2 separate regions of the Danio rerio genome follow, and region 1 is linked to region 2. The links are chromatin contacts, called in public HiCAR-type maps. All regions are on one chromosome and are shown on one strand. Each heading gives the region's core, a stretch centred on a gene start, on an enhancer-like site or on the middle of the called end of the contact. The rest is flanking DNA. Distances are from core to core; before and after follow the strand shown.

Region 1 (2,951 bases), core at 307-2,806, 100 kb after region 2:
AAATACTAGCTGGATACTGTAGTTATCAAATGTGTAAACATTCACAATAATGATTTTTAGCGCTCAACAGTAAACAAAGCACAAACTTGACTCTTTGCAAAATAAATCTAGTTTTGAATGTTTGACATTTTGAAGCAATGCTTATATAATCCTGCGCTGTATGACATAACTCAATGCAAAGCAGAATCTGTCTATTAGTATAAGCATGTAAGCATATAAAAATATGGAGTTTAATTGTGGACATGAAAGCAGAATTTGACTAACCACATAAAAACAAAACACACCAGCACTGCCATAACCAAATCATTTGCATTTTTTCACAAACCAAAGTTTGAAGGTAAGCTGAGAAATCCTATTTTAGTGTCAGTATGTAAAGAATATATACAGTATATTAAAGCATGTAAAATGTAAGGACATATTGATGTTTCAAATGAATTTTGTGATAAAATGGTGGACAATAAAATGTCACAAATTGATATATAATATTTCTTTGCACTATACACTCACCGGCCACTTTATTAGATACACCTTATTAGTACCGGGTTAGTTCTTTCAGAACTGCCTTAATCTTTCATGGCACAGATTCAACAAGGCACTGGAAATATTCCTCAGAGATTTTGCTCCATATTGACTTTATATTTATTTAAATTCTGACCTTACCATCCGAATGTCGCAGCAGAAATCGAGACTCATCAGACCAGGCGACGTTTTTCCAATCTTCTATTTTCCAATTTTGGTGAGCCTGTGTGAATTGTAGCCTCAGTTTCCTGTTACTAGCTAACAGGAGTGGCCCTCGGTGATATTTTCTGCTGCTGTAGCCCATCTGCCTCAAGGTTAGGTGTGTTGTGCCTTCAGAAATGCTCTTCTGCATACCTCGGTTGTAACGAGTGGTTATTTGAGCTACTGTTGCCTTTCAATCAGATTAAACCAGTCTGGCCATTCTCCACTGACCTCTGCCATCAACAAGGCATTTGTGCCCACAAAACTGCCGCTCACTGGATATTTTCTCTTTTTCAGACCATTCACACTAAGCCCTAGTGATAGTTGTGCGTGAAAATCCCAGTAGATCAGCAGTTTCTTAAATACTCAGACCAGCTCATCTGGCACCAACAGCCATGTTTAAAGTCACTTAAATCACCTTTCTTCCCCATCCTGATGCTCAGTTTGAACTGCAGCAGATCGTCTTGACCATGTCTACATGCCTAAACGCATTGAGTTGCTGCCCTGTGATTGGCTGATTAGAAATTTGCGTTAACAAGCATTTGAACAGGTATACCTAATAAAGTGGCCGGTGAGTATACTATATACATCGATACTTCTTTGCGATCTATGATATCCGTTTGTTTCACAGAAATAAATTATAAAAATAAACAAAATACATCGTGATGTAATATAAAACAATACATGTAATTTGTTTTGAAAATAAATATCTAAAAATTGTATTAAACGTTGGACTTCTCGTACATCTACATCGTCTATTCATCAAACGGCAGCCGGCGAGTCTGACCAATCACGTTGCGTGTTAGGGCGGGTCGAGGGAGTGTATCTTCATGACAACAGGAAGTAGCAGCACACGGGTTTAATCGCTCGTCGTTTTAAACACTATTCGTCCGATCTGCAATTTTTCGACAGCCGGGTAAAGAGCCAAGAAACAGACACTCATGACTGCAGCTTTACCCGATAATCAGCGAGATGACGGCGCTGGAAGAGGCCTGAGTTCGGTCTGAAACAGCGCTTGTCCTTGCGGTCGGACAGCGATACTGGAGATTCAGAGGAAAAGTATGAAAATATCCGGAACATCAGACATGCCTGGTCTGACGTGAAAATAACGCTTGAAATGGTTGGTATGTTTGTTTAAATTCAGTTTTATAGAGCACTAGATGCACGTCTAAATGTCTATAGTTTTACATTTAAGTCAAAACCCATTATCAGGTTGTCTCCAATGAATTCTCAATTAATTTTAGCCTGTAAAAGCTGTATTGTGACTGCATTTAGCCGGTTACTGAGTTCCAATAAATTAATGACTTATTTCTAATGAAGGAATTGAATATTTAACTGGAGAAACATGATTTTTTATTTAGGCTTTGTGTAAAATTAAGTAGCCTAGCTAAGTTAATGGTGTAGTTCTTACTGTGTTATATACAGTGTTGTGTAAAAATGTAATGTATTACAATCTTTAGCCTATCTTAATCTTTGAATAAACCCGAAAATAACATAGCAAGTACTTTCCCATATTTAAGTACAGTTAGATTTATATTCACATGCCTGGTCTGACATGAAAATAACGCTGTAAATGGTTAGTATATTTGGTTTGAATTGATTTTAAAAAGCACTAGATACACGTCTAAATATCTGTAGATTTAAAACATTTCCCTCAAATACCATTATCGGGTTGTCTTCAAGGAATTCTCAATTAATTTTAGCTTGTAAAAGCTGTGTTGTGACTGCATTTAGGCGGTTACTGAGTTCCAATAAATTAATGACTTATTTATAATAAAGGAATTGAATATTTACCTGGAGAAACATGATTTTAGGCGTAGGGTTTGTGTAAAATTAAGTAGCCTAAGATACTGGCGTAATTCTTACTGTATTATATGCAGTTTTGGGTAAAATATGTAATATATTAAAATTTTAATCTTTAAATTAAATGTTAAATGTTGGTATGTATGTAAAACCAAATGCAAAACATTGTTTAATGTTAGCATACTAAATGATTGACACATGTTAAATTGCCTGCTAATTTCAAGCTGAAGAGTTCAGTTGTAAACCTGTAAATGAAAAATTTTGTGTGTAAAAGTCATTGTATGCTGCAAAACATGCTGATAAAGGGTACACATAATCCGAAAAGTTAAATTAATATTCGATATTAGGATGAGACAATATTGGCAAAATATGTGAATATCTGAAATATGAAAAAGTCCAAATATAAATCTTATGATCTAAATGTAATG
Region 2 (2,831 bases), core at 86-2,585:
GGCTTTTACAGAAGCAGAGCTTTTGATTACAGATTCCTTGTGGGCGAATCTTCGCTCGTACTGCTGATTGCTTTCCGCTTGCCTACAGCTTTTAAATGTGTGTGTGAAATAAAGTGGAAGAATGTGGCAACACAATATATCATTTTAGCATTGACATCTCAATGTGCATATCTGCAATAGTCAGTTTAACCACAAGAGAGTGAAAGTTTTGTTAAGAAGGTCGCTGGTTTAAAGTTAAATAAACAGTTATTTGTGGTTTTCATTGGGAGTGTAACAATAATACAAAAACTGAACAGTTAAATATAAAATAAAACGGTCATCATTGTATAAATAATTCAATACAATAATATTGTATAATATGCTTTTAATCTTTAATAAACAATCTAATCATGTGATGTGACTATATAATAATTTTGTCCCTAAATTGGTGTTTAAAAAATTTAAAACTGCTTTTATTCTAGCCGAAATAAAAAAATAAGATTTTCTTCAGAAGAAAAAATATTATCAGACATACTGTGACAATTTCCTTGCTCTGTTAAACATCATTTGGGAAATATTAAAAAAAAAGTAAAATTCTGGGGGGGGGGGGGGGGGGGGGGGGGGGCTAATAATTAAGATATAATTAATAATTAGACTTCAATTGTACAGTATATTACACACTTATTAACATATTTTCATAGGCTTATCAACTTATATTCACATGCTTTTTAATGTGAATATGTTTTAAAATGTAATTAAATCATGTAATTTAAAGCTTTTTGACAATTTTTATAATTTTCTGCTCCCAAAATTCATGTTTGAATCAGTTTACCTGCAGATATTTTTGCAATTTATTATGTGATATGAATAATAATGTATTAATTATATTTAAATAATTTTACACACACACACGTATAGCCTACACATGCACGTACATAGAAACCTTTCATCAAGGTTGTCCTAAAACTGTTCAACAATGACCCATTCTTGACAAATGACTATATAGGCTATACATAAACACAATGCCAGAATCCCTGTCTAGCTCTGAGCTGGTTTTCTGAGATTTTACTCCAGTCCAGAGCTCAAAGGGTTACCGCGAGCGGATCCATTACACGCGCGCGCACTTGTTCTCCAGGGCACTACACAGTGTGCATCTCTCAGCTAGTGCACATTCTACACGCAACGAATAATTACTGTAGCCTACTCCATTCAGAAACAAGCTCGCGGCGGCAATCAGGCCAGGATGCATTTCACATTAGCGATGCCATTACTGCTCCAGCTGCCGGAGAATATGATCTGATGGCGGTGTCCTCTGGGGGACGGCCGGCGGTCCATTAGTGCGGCTGGACGCCTCTTTAGGGCTCCAGATGTCCAAAAGGACCGCTCTCCGAAAGCACGCGCGGAGGATACGGAAAGTGACGATCGAGATCACTCAGGATGAAAATTTTACTCGTTTCTGACAGACAAAACTAGTCACGTTTAGCCTTTATCGGAGCATTTTAATCCCAATAATTTTAAAAGGCGGGTGTTTTGGTGTGTCTCGCGAATGCATCGTATTGCAACGCCCATGCTCGTCTTTACCTGAGGAGGGAAATGCAAACAAGGGGAAACTTCTGAGCATCACCTGAGGGCGCCTGTCTGTCACCACGTGCACTCGGTAAGCCGTGAAGCGGCTTTTTAGACAGACCGACACGATGAGCGATAGCATGGATGACTCCGGTATTATTCGCCGGCGGAGGATGCAGGTGAGACGACGTTTTGTATCACTTGATATTCATAAATGTGCTCGCATTAAAGCAGCCACGGACGATTTACTTCGCTTATTTGCCTAAAAACGCCTGTACTACTACCTGACTGAAATAGAAGCCACAGCTGTTTAGTCGAAGAGCCAATCAGGAACGCCCTTTTGTCTGTCAGTCATCTGTCACATTGACATCAGGTTGGCTGTCGTCACTTCAGAAGGCGGGGTCTGAGTCATTTACGTAAACTAAACTGAATAAGTTTTTACAACTGTAAAATATTTTAGTGCTTTACCATCAAAACCAAACAAGACATCTTAAATTTGGTCCACATTGGATATCATCTTATATTTCAGGGAAGTGACTGGATGTGCACCAAAATAAAATAAAAATCCACCTGCGATGCTGTAGCCAGGTTTCCATTGTAACGCGAAGCTAATCTTTTCAAATTTTGCACAAAATAATAATATTAAGGTTAATAAATCAAGTTGTTAGAGCAGCTGACTGTAGGATTGGTAACCTAGCAACCAACAGTAAACAAGGCAAGCATAATGTTAAAGTCTAGATAGGATACAGCTGCAGATATGCACAAAGCACAATTTTTGTAGCACTGTATAATATATATTTTTTACAGTATGGTTGGGGTGGATGTAGGCGTTAATAAAATACAATTTATTGGGTAATTTAATAAATAACATAAACAATATTTAGTAAAACTATTGTTTTTACATTACTGTGACAGTTGGGGTTAAGGTTGGCGTAGACGTTAATGAAATTTCGTCGGCAGAGGATGCAGGTGAGGCATTTTGTATCACTTGTTGTACATAAATGTACTAAGGGTGATTTATGGTTATTTCCCCTAAAAAAAACGCCTGCACTACTACCTGACTGAAGCCACAGCTGTTTTGACGACAAGCCAATCAGGAACGCCCTTTCGTCTGTCAGTCATCTGTCAAATTGACATCAGGTTGGCTGTCGTCACTTCAGAAGGCGGGGTCTGAAGAGAGTGTGTCATTTACGATAACTAAACTGAATAAGTTAGCAATCTGCCAAACATTTTAGTGCTTTACCAAGAAAACCAAACAAGACATCTTATATTTGGTCCACATTGGA

What was found. HiCAR-type assays count read pairs that join an accessible place to other places.
Region 1: a HiCAR-type map of caudal fin shows a contact between it and region 2, with 4 times the contacts expected there. The contact joins the promoter of atg4da here to the promoter of mast1a in region 2. A contact is called at or near these places in 8 of 18 Hi-C or Micro-C datasets (caudal fin, embryo, hematopoietic stem cells and 2 more) and 4 of 4 datasets of contacts at active chromatin or transcription factors (caudal fin, embryo, gastrula embryo and 1 more).

Annotation. Positions count from the first base shown.
Region 1 is chr1:54,706,685-54,709,635 of GRCz12tu, forward strand. atg4da (autophagy related 4D, cysteine peptidase a) reads left to right here and starts at 1,557. Exons shown (of 11, transcript NM_001423806.1): 1 at 1,557-1,840.
Region 2 is chr1:54,602,491-54,605,321 of GRCz12tu, forward strand. It overlaps mast1a (microtubule associated serine/threonine kinase 1a), which reads left to right and starts at 1,336. Exons shown (of 27, transcript XM_073954696.1): 1 at 1,336-1,724.